Linked DNA regions of Mus musculus: regions 1 and 3 are each linked to region 2. A link is a contact called in public Hi-C and HiChIP or PLAC-seq data. All regions are on one chromosome and are shown on one strand. Each heading gives the region's core, a stretch centred on a gene start, on an enhancer-like site or on the middle of the called end of the contact. The rest is flanking DNA. Distances are from core to core; before and after follow the strand shown.

Region 1 (5,111 bases), core at 443-2,942, 150 kb before region 2:
TGAAAGAGGCAGGGTAACTTACTGATTTTACTAGTAGCATCACTCAAAATGGATCCAATAGTTTTTCAAATTCTATTTCTAACATTTATGTCAAAGAAGCCCAGTCACATATCTGGCTTTGTTACCTGTGGGAAACCTGTCCAGCTCCTGAGGACAATAGGAAATAAGGAGTCTTTGATGAATTTCTGCTTGGAGATTTGAGGGTATCAGTCCAACTTTCCTTTTCAGAACCAACGTGTTTACTTCAAGGGTCATGACTTTCAAAAATGGTAATGTCTTATTTTACTCATATTCATGTTGAAAATTAGGAGCCCAAGTTCCCGTGTGAGCATGCTGGACACAAGCCTAGCCAGGTTTCCCTGAGCCAACAGCCCTGAAGCACTAGTAGCCCCTAGGGAACCAGTTTGGTGAGCCCTGGATTAGACCACATGAGCTAACCTGATGTAGGCAGCATTGCTCATCCCCAGACCACATCTCCATCTCTGGGGGGAGGAGCCCTTCCATGGTTTCTCTATGCTCCCCTTTCTTCTCTTCCTAGTTCCCCCTCCATTTCCTGTGTTTTCGCTGTTCTGTCTTCACCACCTCTCTTTGTCCATCAACTCGGTCAAGATTACATGTCTGGAAGGCCTCACACTTGAGCTCCATCCCACCCTCCCAGCCAACACCCATAAAACGCTACTATTCCCTGGTTTGTTTTGTCTGTCCCAGACAGCCAATTTCTCTCCCTGATGGGTTGCAGAACATGGAGCCATCTGGAAGTATACCGTAGGATATAACCACAGGAATAGTCCCCACAAGTACACCTGAAAAGCCTTCCTGTATATCTTTATGGCACACTCTGTAGCTTACTTTTGAAAACGACTGTGTGCAAGTGTGTCTGAAGGAAAGTTTTGCTATATAGCACTATCTAGTCTTAAATTTGAGATCCTCCTGCCTCATTGCCTTTTGGAGATGGGGCATCATGCCCATCTTTCCGTTTAGTTGGTGAGTTAATACCTAGTAACATAGCATAACTGTGCAGTTCAGCAAAATTAATGACCTAAAGAGCCAACTCAGTGGTATCTTATCAGAGAGAGAGGTGTGTTTTTGGTAATCCTGGCAGTGTCAAAACTGTTTTCTTTATTTTTAATTTTCAAAATTAAAACATGATTATATCAATTTCCCCCTTTCTTTTCTTCCTCAACCCTTTTCCGTGCACCTCCCCACTTGCTTGTTCTCTCTCTCTCTCTCTCTCTCAAATTCAAGGCCTCTGTTTTTTAAATTGTTGTTGCATATATATATATATATATATATATATTCATATATATATATATTCATATATATATATTCATATATATATATTCATATATATATATTCCTAAATGAGAGAGTGGGAGGGGAAAGGTAAAGTCTCCCCCATATGAGTCTCTTCCGTGAAGCGGCTGCCACGTTGAGGAGGAAGGGCAGCCATCCTGTGGTCCTCCCTGGAGGCTGTCCAGACAGAACTGCCTCCGCTGCAGATGGGCTCCTAGACCCACGCTTTACCTCCGCAGCTGCACTCTTGGGGGCTTAGCCAGCCTGCAGGGCTACCCGATAGAAACAGACAGAGAAATGCCGAACAGTTTCCTCTTCCTCTGTGCCAGCTGTCAGGGAGCCTGCAGGGGCAAGTTGCAGAATCAAGCCCCAGTGTGAGGAGCAGAGTGAAGGGCAGGTGCTGAGCAGGGAGGCCCTGGGCAACACCTGACACACAGACACCGGATGTGAGCTGGTGGGGACGCTCTGTAGAGTATTACAGAACCCCATCTGCTGGCTGGTCTTCGATATTCCTTTCTTAGTTATAGGTTCTTCACGGAGCTGTTGAACACTAGGAAAAGATGCCATGTCATATCCTAAAGGACCCAAATCATGCCAAGGACTATTAAGTTTGAGAAAACTTCAAGGAGCCGGATGGTGATGGCGCACACCTTTAATCCCAGCACTTGGAGGCAGAGGCAGGCGGATTTCTGAGTTCGAGGCCAGCCTGGTCTACAGAGTAAATTCCAGGACAGCCAGGGCTACTCAGAGAAACCCTGTCTTGAAAAACAAAAACAAAAACAAAAACAAAAAAGAAAGAGAGAGAGAGAGAAAGAAAGAAAGAAAGAAAGAAAGAAAGAAAGAACAAAAGAAAACTTCAAGATCAGACAGTCTCTAACAGAGCAAGCAGTATTGTCACCTTGAACTAATCGTAGAAATGACACCATTTCCACTGCTGCCAAATGGACCTGCCACTGAAACTTTAAATAACTGCAGATCCCAGCAAGGTACAGGTGTTGAACTTAGTGACTTACAAATAGATTGGCTTCCATACATCAGTTATTTCCTGTCTTTTTGTTTGTGGGGGAGAAAAAAAAATGTGGAAAACCATAAATAGAAAGAGCCTCCGGCCAACTCCCTGCAATTTCACAGATTGGAACATAAACCTGAAGAAATGCTCCATTGAGTAAAATTAAAAGACAAGAGAGGATATACAAAAATTAGTTGGTCAATACAAGACCCAAACAATCTTACAATAAAAAACCAGGAGTGAGGACCTTGTCCAAGGAATAATCAAGAAATGACTCAAGAACTAAGGGCGGGAGTGACCGTATATAGAGAGAGTTCATTTAGCAACTAGTTTAAGAAATAAGGTTAAGAGGTTCTTGAACCTTGTGCTGCAATGAACACCCCCAATCACAGGATCAAGAGTTTGAGTCCATGTGCCAGTGAGAAGAATCATTGGTTAAGGTGTCTACCACCAAGCCTGACAACCGCCAGGACCCACGTAGTGGAAGGAGAGAGCCAGACCCACAAGCTGTCTTCTGACCTACACATGTGCAGTGTGGCATGCACAAGTGCAAGGGTGAGGATATGCACACACACACACACACACACACACACACTAAATAAAGTATAGAAAAGATTTGAGGCTAGCCTGGGCAATATAGTGAAATCCTACAAAATAGCAGCAACAAAAAACTTGCACCCCGTAGCCTGATCAGTTCCCTACGGGCTTCCCGGGTAGGTCTAGGGGATCATCTCTTTTTTTTGGTTTTTTGAGACAGGGTTTCTCTGTGTAGCCCTGGCTGTCCTGGTACTCACTTTGTAGACCAGGCTGGCCTTGAACTCAGAAATCTGCCTGCCTCTGCCTCCAGAGTGCTGGGATTAAAGGCGTGCGCCACCACACCCGGCAGATCATCTCTTATCAAAGGATCTGATACCAGCATCTCAGCAGAAACACTGGGCAACCATGGAATATTTAGGAAGCAACTGGCAAGTGCATTTTCCCTAATAAGGAAGTAACCCTAGAAAGACCCGGGGTGCCAGGAAACTGGAGGAAGAAATAGAACTAACTCCAAGATGATCACAGTGGGAGACTGTACAGCAGACAGAGGTGAGCCAGGCAAGATTAGCACTGGCAGAGCTAGGTACAGCAGCTCCTGCCTGTAAGCCCAGCACTCAGGAGATGGAGGCAGGAAGCTCGGGACTTCAAAATCAGCCAGAGCTAAGTGAGACCCTGTCTCAGAACAGAACAAAACAAAACAACGAAAGGATGGCGGGGGAGTAGATCAGTGTGCTCTCCTGTGTGAAACATTTCACTAAAGGCTGTGGGAGACTGGGAGGGTAAGGAAGAGTGAATCCAAAGAACCGCAAGAGTGAGGCAATTAATAACCCTAGGAAAACAAAAAGCAAAACAAATCTACAATCCTGAAAACCCATTGGTCTTTCAGAGCAGTTGGTGGAAGAAAAGGAATGATGCTAGGCTTGGGGTAGAGCTCTGGGGCAGAATGCCTGCCTGGCTTGACTGAGACCCTGCGTTAAAACCCTAGAACTGTACACTATGTGTATTATATTTATATTGGGTTTTTTTTTCTTGGGGGGGGGGGGTTCAAGACAGGGTGGTTTATCTGTGTAGCTCTGGCTGTCCTGGAATTCACTAGGAAGACCAGGCTGGCCTCGAACTCAGAAATCTGCCTGCCTCTGCCTCCAAGTGCTGGGATTAAAGGCGTGCGCCACCATTGCCCAGCTTTATGTTGATTTTTAAGAAATGCATCCAAAATTCCATATCTCCATCAATTCATTAGCCTAAGGATAGGGAGAAACTCCCGCTGTCAGCTAAGAAACTCAAATGAATGATATTTTAAACGTCACCTTTTGGACTGTAGAAATGGCTTAGCAGTTAAGAGCACTTACTGCTTCTCTAGCTGTGCTAAGTTCAGTACCCCAGCCTTGGTGTTGGGCAGCTCACAGCAACCTGTAACCACAGTTCCAGGCTGGTCTAATGCCTTTGCCTCCCGTGGACACCAGCACTCCCTTGCATGTACCCATACACATGATTAAATGTAATAAAATAAATATATATTTTTTAAAAGTAACCTTTTTCCAGATATGGTCACATGCAACTCTAGCCCTGGCCACTCAGTAGGTTAAGTGGGAGAATTATGTGAGCCTATATGAGTTTGAAACCAACCTAGACAAAATTGCAAGCCCCCCATCTCAAAAGATGGAAAGAAAAGACAGAAAGAGTAAAGTCGCAAATAAGGGGTTGTGGGAAGCAATATACTGGATTATTATTATTATTTACAAAGAAAAAAAATATATTAGCAAAGTTATGGCACAGCATGTCCCGCAGGGGGAACTGGCAGCCAGAGGCTCTAACCTGAGCACAGTGGGAACTGATACATCACCTCTCTATATTTTCTTTAATGCCAAAAATGTTAACTTGAGCAAAGAGAGTCTACTAGAGCAGTTCAAACTGAGGGGCAGTCCGTGAGACATGGACAGTTAGTGTCCTAGAAAGAAAAGAAGGCGTAAGGGTGGCCGTAGACACAGGGAAGCGGAAGGCTGTGGCTGCTCTGGGTGCTTGTGATTTTCTCTGGATCCTGGATTTAACAACACACACAGTACCGCAATGCCAAGCCAGAAGCTTCTAAGCTAAAGGCCAGTCTCTGTTTCAGAGAATCCTGGGGTGTAGCTCAATGCTAGAGCACTTACCTGCCATGTACATGGCCCTGGGTTTGAAACTCGGGCCCTCCAATAACAATAATGCCATGTATCATTAACAATGACAAGTGGATAAAAATTCCCAACCAATAGGAAAGAGTGTTTGAATGTGG
Region 2 (4,519 bases), core at 919-3,418:
CCTGACACACCCTGAGGTTGTCTCTAGTTTGGGGCAATAGATTGATTACAAATAAGACCACTATAGATATCTGTATGCAGTTGGTGTTTGTTTGTTTGTTTTGCAGGGCCTACCTACATTTTCCTTTCTCCTGAGAAATGCCGGTGAGCGGGACCCTGGTCTTATGACAGGTCTGGGTCTCACTTTTCAGGGAAGCACTGAGCTGCTATGTGTGTGATGGCTCCAGTAGGTCCTTGTCCTCGCCAAGCATACGGAACTTTTAAGTGGCCCATATTTCTTATTTTCAATGAGAGAGATCTGAGTGTGATTTCAATTTGCATTTCCCCAGTGACAGCTAATTTTTCACGGATTTATTCGCCATCTGCCCATCCTGGAGGAAGAGTCTGTTCAAATCTCTTGCCCACTTTGAACTGGATCATTTGCCTTCTGGTTGTTGCGCTTCGAGAGTTCTTCCCACCACGATGCTCACCCTTGATGGGATACGGAACATGTGAGTACGGTTTCTCCACTGTGGCTTGCCTTACAAAGTGTGGATGCTTCAGTGCTTCTTAGAAGGGGAAACAAAATACTCACAGGAGGAAATATGGAGACAAAGTATGGTGCAGAGACTAAGGAAAGGCCATCCAGAGACTGCCCCACCTGGGGCTCCATCCCATATTCAGTCACCAAACCCAGATGCTATTGTGGATGTGCTTGCTGACATAAGCCTGTTACTGCTGTGTCCTGAGCCTGACAAATACAAAGGCGGATGCTGGCAGCCAACCATTGGACTGAGCGAGGATCCCCGAGGAAGGAGTTGGAGAAGAGACTGAAGGAACTGAGGAGGGTTGCAGCCCCATAGAGGGAGCAACAATGTCAACTGGCCAGACTCCCTGGAGCTCCTGGGGACTGGACCACCAACCAGAGAGTACACATGGAGGGACCCCTGGCACCAGCTGTATATATGGCTGAGGATGGCCTTGTTCGACATCAGTGGGAGGAGAGGCCCTTGGGCCTGAGGGTGTTCAATGCCCCAGTGCAGGGGAATGCCATGGTGGGAAGAAAGGGGGGGAGCACCCTCCCAGAGGCAGAAGGAGCTTCTGTGACTGCCAATATCCCCCTCTTTACTTTAGTCCTTGATTTTGCGTTAGCTTCCCAGGCTTTGGGGATAGGACCTGCCAGATGCTGGTAAGGCGGCCTTGCCTCACATTCTCTCCCTTCCTCTTGACCAAGGGCCCACCAGGCACTCAGCTGCCTCATGACTTTGGGGCTGCCTGCACTACTGGTCTCTCTCTGCTTTCTCCTCACACCCCAGTTCCTTCTAAGTACCCCACCCCAGGGGCTCATAGAAAGCTTCCCTTCACTGACTTTCTCTTCCAACTGTTTATTTCTTCCATATAACTCACCTCATCTCACCTCACAATTAGCTTCTTTTTCTCTTTTTCATTTCAGGGCCAAGCCGCTGCCTTCTCCTCTGGGGAGAGGCCATTTCATCCGTCCTGTGCATCTGGAGGGCAGAATGAGGCAGGGGATGGGAATGGCAATCCCCTCACATCCTGGGTCACAGCAAGCTCAAAGGCCACACACTCCATGCTAATGGGGCATGGGGGCCGATGGTGGAGATCTCCAGTAATCCCCAGTCTTCATTTCAGCTGTCTGTGTCAACCTCCTTCAAGCCAGGCTTTCCTCTCCCCACGACAGTTGCTAACAAGGCACTGAGGAGTCAGTGTTTTAGGGCGGATGGCCTTGCTTTTTCGCTGACACTTTCAGATCAAGGTGCAGACGGCAGGAAGTGCACGGGGAGGGGAGCCCATAATTCTAAACTGGATTATTGTGACCCGCTGTGATCTAGCGAACAGTCGTCTTCCTGCACCTGTTCTACAGTTGAGGAGAAAAACACAGGTCCTTAGCATGTTCCCAGAGTGCCACTGTTTCTGCAAGGGCGCACACAGGCTTGGACTGAGAGGACGGCAGATGGGAAGAAAGGTCCAGCCCGGGCACTTGACCTAGGACAGCTACAAGCAGTCTGGTGAGGATCAGGCCAGGCTTTGGTGGACTGCACGCTGGAGTGTGGTCAGGCAGGCAGCCCTCAGATGCAGCCTCGTCTTCCAAGTGGCACTTTCCACACTGTGTTTGGCTGTCTGCAGCTGTCCCCACCTTTGCGCTGAGCCTCCACAAGCAGCTGCTGGGCACATCCTGCCGCTGGGCTTATTCATCATCTGTGCTTCCGAAGCGTGCAAATCCTTTACAGGCAGTGTGCAACCACAGTACCAGGGCACACCCTTAGGACCCTGTCCAGCCCTGTGGGAATCGGCCATAGAGTCTACACTGGGGCTGAGCCCTCTGGCCGAGAGGCTAGTTACCAAAGAGCTAGGCCACACCAAGAGCAGGGCAAGCCTAAATGGATAGGACATGCCTGTCAAATTACCACCTAAATAATTATATTTGTACCCATAGATTAGCGAGCTTCAGTGAGAGAGGATCGTTTTTTTGCAGCTGGCAGTGAGGACTGCAGAGACTCCTATCTGGCCTTACTGCTGAGAATAAGAACTGTTAAGTCCTCAGCCGTGGATGGGACTGCTCTCTCACCCTTTCGGTGACTCAGGGATCTCCATCAGAGATGGAGCAGAGAGAATGTAAGAGCAAGGGAGGACAGAACACGGTCTTTAGAATGTGACATTGATATTGCACTTTTGATGCCACAACGGTTGTGATTTATGGCTCGAAACCCAAAACTGGGCCTGTCAACATTCCGTCATTGGGAGAAGTCAGGGTATCCCTGGACACACCCCTCCTAAGACATGCAGGCAAATTTGGTAACTAAGGGGAGGGGCTCACAAGGCATCACCCCTCCCTGAGTAGCTTTAAATAATTAATAGTCATTGGGGAAGGGAGAAAGAAGTTTTCTTCAGCAGTATAGCCATTGGTAAGGACCCTAGGCCCCTGTAAATACCCCTCATACTGGACCATATAAGCAGCCCTAATGAAACCCATTGGGTCATCAAAATAAATAAGGACAGAAAACAAATAGCAAAAGGGCTGCTTTGTATGCCTACTGATGCTGTGAGGACTCTGGTGTCTCTGCTCTCCTTAACGTATACAATCTAAGAGGAAGAATGGATCGATCCTTCTGCCCATCTCCAGCCAGGAAAGCTGAGGCTGTGAAACACGCCTCACCCAGAAGTGAAACCTGAGCCCTGACCTGGAGGCTGGACACGAGGTCCACCTGATGTTCTGTAGCAGAAACCCCAAGGAAAGACTGTCTGCCAAGTCAATATCTTCAGCGCTCTGACTGCCATGCCCAGAAGCACCAAGAACTTGGGGAACTCAAAGATCAGGGTCTTTTCTGGTCAAGCACCGAGAACCCCTGGAATGTCTGTGTAGAGTCTAGGAATGAGAGAAGGCAGAAGGATAGGGACACTCACACCCAGCGGGGTAGAGATGGCTAGCAAAGATTTTTAGGGAGTGCACACCAGTGCTAGGCTGAGGGATACGGTTTCCCCATGGTATACTGCACGGGATGAGTGTGAGTCACAGGATCAAGGACACTTGTCATCTGTCCTGACCTCTGAACAAAACCACCCTTCCGTATTTCCTGGCTCTTCCTAATCACAAACACACTGCTATAAAGAATGACCCCCGTTGAATCAAGGAGAGGTAAGATGTTTGAGTCCTAAAGAATGACAGGTAGAATGTGGAATGTCAAAGCTGAAAGGGACTCAGTGACCAGAAGCCTGAAGAGAATTCCACAGGTAAGATGACTGAGATTTAAGGTGCCATGAGATTAGCCCGATGCCCTGTGGACTGTATACATGAGGTACCATGCTGAGGTACGCTCTTCCTGCAGTTTCTCTTCTGGCTGCAGGATCTGAGCTGCCTCTTTCACTCCTTGCAAAGTGGAGGCCACTTTGTGGATAGGGACCTTCATGCCTTAAGCGAGAGGCACCGATTATCTTCTTGACTCCGAGGGTAAAAGTTCTTCTCCCCGGACCACCCAAATTATGGAACATGGAACTGTCATGAGGGACCCAGAAAGGGGGAGAATAGACACCTAATACTTTGCTAGGGTGAGTGGACACTGCCATGAAATCAAAGAGCGGTGTGGGAGGGACTTAGCTCTGCTGAGACTCAGTTGGCCAGGTCTAAGTACACAGATGCACAAGTGACACACAAATGACACACATGTCTCACCCGGCAAGATTTAAAATTAAAAGACCTTTACGTGCCCCCTCCAAGTGTTCGTCGAAACAGTCTTTAAAACATCTGAATTCACCAATTAGTAATCTCTCCCCTCAATGGAATAAACTAGGTCTCCCCTGGGGATGTCCTGGATCCAAGGCAAGAGCACCCTGCCACCTTTATCTCCTATAGACCAACCCCTGCCCTGGCAGTTCTCAGCCTTGGAGAGAGCTTTCCCAGGCCAGCTTGTCTCCACCTCATATGGACCCATTAATGAAACCAGAATCCCTGGGGTGGGGCCCAAGTGGCATTTTACACCATCCCAGGTAATCCTCACATGTAACCAAGAGTGACAAGTTGG
Region 3 (4,735 bases), core at 960-3,459, 140 kb after region 2:
ACTTCCCCACAAATTTCCAATTGAACAATGGGCTCTCGGTTGGGCACTAGCACTTCAGGCTCCAAATTGCTCGGGCGTTCCTAGCAAGGTTGGCATTTGCTCTACTCGGAGCAGAACTTGTAAATGGCATTTAGTTTCTTTCTAGCCTTCACAAACACACTTGTTTGGGGCTAGAGTTGGCACTCAAAGAGGGTTCCAGAAGAAGGAGGACCTCTTTCTCTGAATGTATTCCCTCGTGTTTGCCCTTTGTCCAGGAAGGGAGACCCAAAGGAGGCTGGCCTTTCTTGTCAATCTTACCCACAGTCTGGTGGCCTCCTGGAGGCTTTTTAGCAAAACCCAGCTGAGAAGTAAATCAGCACAGACATAATCCTGATTTTAGCAACTAGAGCCAGGGCCCTGGCCTGGGAGAATTACCTGCGTTCTACCTGCGCGGTATGTCAATCACAAGCCATTCTTGCCGTGTCTTTTCAGGAGTGAACCTAGTGAGCCCAGAGCTCCTCCGGACAAGGCTCTGACATGCTGGCTGGCAGGCATGGGCTTGTTCATAGAGCTCAGTTCACTGTATTCAACTCCACCTGCATCGAGGCATTTTCCGGTTTGTACATCTGGCCCTTCCTTTCTCATGCAGTTGTGGCATATCCCTGCCCACCCCCTCCCTCAACCTGTGGCTTGTTTGTCTTGCAAGGCAGGTATGACATGGCCTGATCCCCTCGCTGGTATTCCTGGAATTTAACTGTGCTAGAAGACGAAGACTGGAGTGTCTCCCATCCTCCTCACCACGCATTCCATCACGTTGGCCAGTTGACATCCCTGGGCCATCTGGTCACCCAGAGCAAGGAGTCAGATGTGTTCAAGAATTCTCTCCTAGACCCTCTGATCTATAAAAGGGCAGCCAAGGGACCAGAGTCCATCAACAAGTGAAGGGATTGGAAAACTGTGACCGTGACTCTCCAGACTCCCCATCGCTGCCATTCAAGCCTCAGCTTCAGATGTTTCCCGCCCTGGCATCCACCCACATGCACTAGCCGTTTGGAAGCCTGCGTGGTTTATTTAGTGTGCAGACATTTATGGACTCCTTTGGCATGTCAGCCTTCAAGGACACGGAACTGGGCAGACACAGCTGTGGACTCATCAGGCTCTAAGCTTAGTGGGGAAGACAAATATTTAATAAACAACAGCATATGTGTCTGTGTGACCGCTATGCAGATAAGCAATACAAGTTAAGAGATGAGGCTGGAGAGATAGCTCAACAGTAGAAGGCACTTGATACTCATGTACAGGACTGGGATTCTGTTCCCAGCACCCACATGGTGACTCACAACCTCCTATACCTCCAGTTTCAGGGGACTGAATGGCCTCTTCTGGCCTCTGTGACCACCAGGCACACAAATGGTATGCATACATACACAGGGGGCACTCATACATACATAGAAGATAAAAGTAAATATAAACCTTAAAAAAAAGATGTACAGAGACTCTAGGGGCTGAGACTCTGGGCACAACTGGAGAATAGATACTTATGTTGAAACTTGAGGTTGGGGAAGGTATTAGTCAGGTAGGAGAGTAGAGGTTTTCCTTGGCAGGGACAGGGCAGGTAAAGGCTATGACCCTGGGGCAGCCTGGGGTGGTCAAGAAGCCAGTGTAGCAGTTAGCACATATTGATCACTGGCTATGTGTCCAGCCTGTTCTAAGAGCTAGAGTAGTACAGTGCTTCTAATGTCTCATTTCAGAAATGAGAAAACTGAGTCAAAAGGGGATCAAGTCACCCTGAAGTCACAATGCTACAAAGCATCAGAGTCACCATTTGGATACAGGGCATCTGACTTCAGGCCTAGATGCTCAGCCCTCTGGCAGAGCTCCTCCACAAAGATAGGAAGTCACCAGTGTCAATGGTAACACCATGTTAGGTGAATGTAAAAAGACAAAGTCACTCTCCCGCCATACCTGTAGAGCCTGGAAGGACAGCAGTGGGCTCAAAAAGGTGTTTTCTTTGTCAGCTGTGATGGATGCGGTTGTTGTGCCCGTGATGGGACCAGGGCTTGATGCATACTGGGTAAATAGCCTTCCACTGAGCTACGTCCTGAGCCAGAGAACAGTCTCTTTAAGAAAGAGAAAGAGGCTAACTTCTCAGAGTCATGAGAGAGGAAGCACGAGGGCAAGAATGGTGTCAGCATTGTCTCATTGTCTTAAACCGTGCTGACAGTTGTCAGCGGCGGGCAGCTCCTCATTGGTACTTCCTGTAGGCTGGGCCGTCTTTGGAGTGCACTGTGTTCTTTGAGTCATGTCAATATAACAACTTCATAAGGTCAGGGCTGCCCCTCTCTCCACTTCAGACATAGAGGTTCCACGACTTGCTGATGTTGCATTAAGGAGGTGGCAAGGCTGGGTTTCTTAACAGAGCTTGTCTAGGCTCTGCTTTTGTGGAGGCTGCTGAAACACAGCCCCATGGCTCTCACCTGATAGGGAAGCGCTGCCCCCCCCCCCAGGCTTAGGGGTGTGGTTATGGCCACCCTATCACACTGCCTCTCAAGTGCTTTCAAAGCTGCACGTAGGAGGGGAAATGGCGATGGAGGAACTGACCTGGGCTCACTCTGCATTTGGGGATGAAGAGCACTACTGCTGTGCTCAGCCCCAGGTGGGAATTATTCCCAGCCCCCCTTTGAGAGGACTCTACATAGAGTTCAGCCGCTCTGACTGTCACATCCACACATTCAAGGTGGAAGCGACTCGCCCACCATTGACCCTGGTGACATGTTCCCAAACATAGTGGAAAGAACTTTCCAGAAGGCTAGTGGCCCTCCTCAGATTTCATCAGAGGTCACCCTCTGAGACTTGGCTGTCCATCAAACCATCAAAGATGTGGGACACAGCTTCGGCTCAGAACCAGAATCTTGTGTGTTCTTTTGTTTTCTGGTTAGCCCAGCGGGCTGAAAGTCAGACCTGTTAGTACAGCAAAGTTGAATCTTCCACTCTTAAGAGCACAGTGTGCATGGACAAGCCTGGAGGTAGGTGGAAGGGAAGAGATGGCCTGGGAAGGCCTGGAGGTTGGGTTAAGGGAAGAGATGGTGGCCTGGAGCTGTGACAGCTGAGGTCAGTCAGACACTCCTCTTTCTACAACACTAGCACCCTCTAGTGGGGGCTGTCTCTATTTACACTGCAGGTTTCTGTGCCTTACTTAGGTGATATTTTCACTCAGCTCCAATTGAAATGTTTTGTTTGGTTTTTTTCAAGGCAGGGTTTTTCTGTGTAGATCTGGCTGTCCGGGACATTGCTCTGTAGATCAGGCTAGTCTTGAACTCAGAGATGTGCCTGCCTCTGCCTCCCGAGTGCACAACTAGATCTGGCCTCTCCAACTGAAATTTAACACGTCCTTGAATGATTATTATGGTAATTATTATTCATTAGACAAAAACACTACTTGTGATTTTTTTGCCCCCCCCCCCAGTAAGTCAGCATATTTTAAAGAAATATCGTATAACATTGGTTGGAAACAACAGGAAGTGTCATGTATATCTGTTACTACTGGCTACCAGAGATGTCATTCCAGCATGTAATTAAATACGTTAATAAAGAAGTGTACTGTGTGTGATGGCTGTAATCCCAGTACTCGGTTTCCCGAGCTTGAGGCCAGTTGAGGAATTCAGGCCAGCGAAGATCAGGGAGAGTGAAAGTTGGAGCTCACCACCACTCCTTGCCTTAGTCTGAAGTTCTGTTGTCTGTGGTTCTCCACATCCTGCTGGCTATGAGCAGGACAGTGGTGGGACTCCTCCCAGTGCTAATGAAGGTTGACATCAGGACTATCGGGGCTCCTCACTGATCACCTAGTTAGCACGGGGGAGGCTGGGGGTGGCTGAGTCTACTCTACAAAGGTGAAAGGCTTCCAGCTTTAGGATGAGCCAAGGTCTCTGCAAGTCCTGAAAGCCAGGCCACACCCTGCTGACCAATTCTCTTTCCAACCCCTGCCCTCAGTTGAGGCTCACCAGGAGTCTTGAGCCATCATGCTTTTTTTTAACTGACACATTTAACTTTCTAATTCATGACGTATCTTACATATCCTAAACGGTTAAGTAGCTGTTGTACCTATGTTCTCCACATTTGAAGTCACTTCACAATAGTGTCTTCTTTGTCCCCTTTCGTTTTCCAAAGCGGGGTTTCTCTGTGTAATAGAACCCTGGCTGTCCTGAGCTTGCTTAAGTGGACCAGGCTGGCCTTGAACTCACAGGGATCCTGCCTCTGCCTCTCAAATATTGGAATTAAAGATGTGTGCCACTAAAGCCTGCCATGGGGGCCATTCTTACTCAAACCACCACACTATCTGAGGGACTCCTTCCAAACACAATGCAATAAGCAGTGGAAGCTTCTGTTGCAACAACTCAAAACAACTGGTTAAGTCACAATAATTAGTGTGTGTGTGTGTGTGTGTGTGTGTGTGTGTGTGTGTGTGTATACATGTGTTGCTAGGGATTAAACCCTGTGCGTATACTAGGCAAATGCTCTATGCCTGAGCTACGTGCCCAGCAAGGTCTCACAGCAGAGGTGTTCCTAGTCTGCCCCACATCCCTCATTCTTGAATGGACGGAGGTGATGATCACCCCTTATGTTAAATGTCTCTGAGAAGAGGACAAACCCTCACTAAGGGAAAACAAATTGACTTCCATCTCCAAGGCTCTTGGATGCACTATCTGGGATACAATAAGAAAATATGGCACGTGTAGGGAGAGGAACGCATCACCAA

What was found. Hi-C and Micro-C count contacts between places; a contact is called where the count stands out from the background. HiChIP or PLAC-seq counts read pairs in DNA pulled down with a chosen protein or histone mark.
Region 1: a contact with region 2 is called in a Hi-C map of double positive thymocytes, with 1.6 times the contacts expected there. The contact joins two enhancer-like sites. A contact is called at or near these places in 3 of 484 Hi-C or Micro-C datasets (double positive thymocytes and nephron progenitors) and 2 of 115 datasets of contacts at active chromatin or transcription factors (double positive thymocytes and thymocytes).
Region 3: an H3K27ac HiChIP or PLAC-seq map of double positive thymocytes shows a contact between it and region 2, with 5 read pairs. The contact joins two enhancer-like sites. A contact is called at or near these places in 4 of 39 promoter capture datasets (the 3T3-L1 cell line, hippocampal neurons, pre-B cells and 1 more), 1 of 15 datasets of contacts at CTCF or cohesin (embryonic stem cells), 14 of 484 Hi-C or Micro-C datasets (the HL-1 cell line, brown adipocytes, double positive thymocytes and 9 more), 18 of 115 datasets of contacts at active chromatin or transcription factors (double positive thymocytes, embryonic basal ganglia, embryonic fibroblasts and 10 more) and 1 of 9 other capture datasets (pancreatic islet).

The regions. Positions count from the first base shown.
Region 1 is chr11:68,124,604-68,129,714 of GRCm38.p6, forward strand. All of the region lies in intron 7 of Stx8 (syntaxin 8), which reads left to right. Among named protein-coding and RNA genes, the nearest start is that of Mir6406, 94 kb to the right of the region's middle. Within about 2 kb of position 1,693, at least 23 of the 459 cell types and tissues checked have an H3K27ac peak or open chromatin away from gene starts, as enhancers often do. A contact at or near this core is called in double positive thymocytes, where this site is marked.
Region 2 is chr11:68,269,158-68,273,676 of GRCm38.p6, forward strand. All of the region lies in intron 3 of Ntn1 (netrin 1), which reads right to left. Among named protein-coding and RNA genes, the nearest start is that of Mir6406, 51 kb to the left of the region's middle. Within about 2 kb of position 2,169, at least 33 of the 459 cell types and tissues checked have an H3K27ac peak or open chromatin away from gene starts, as enhancers often do. A contact at or near this core is called in double positive thymocytes, where this site is marked.
Region 3 is chr11:68,405,237-68,409,971 of GRCm38.p6, forward strand. It overlaps Gm31954 (a long non-coding RNA gene), which reads left to right. Exons shown (of 4, transcript XR_879961.3): 3 at 472-595; 4 at 690-1,338. Among named protein-coding and RNA genes, the nearest start is that of Gm31954, 8.2 kb to the left of the region's middle. Within about 2 kb of position 2,210, at least 23 of the 459 cell types and tissues checked have an H3K27ac peak or open chromatin away from gene starts, as enhancers often do. A contact at or near this core is called in double positive thymocytes, where this site is marked.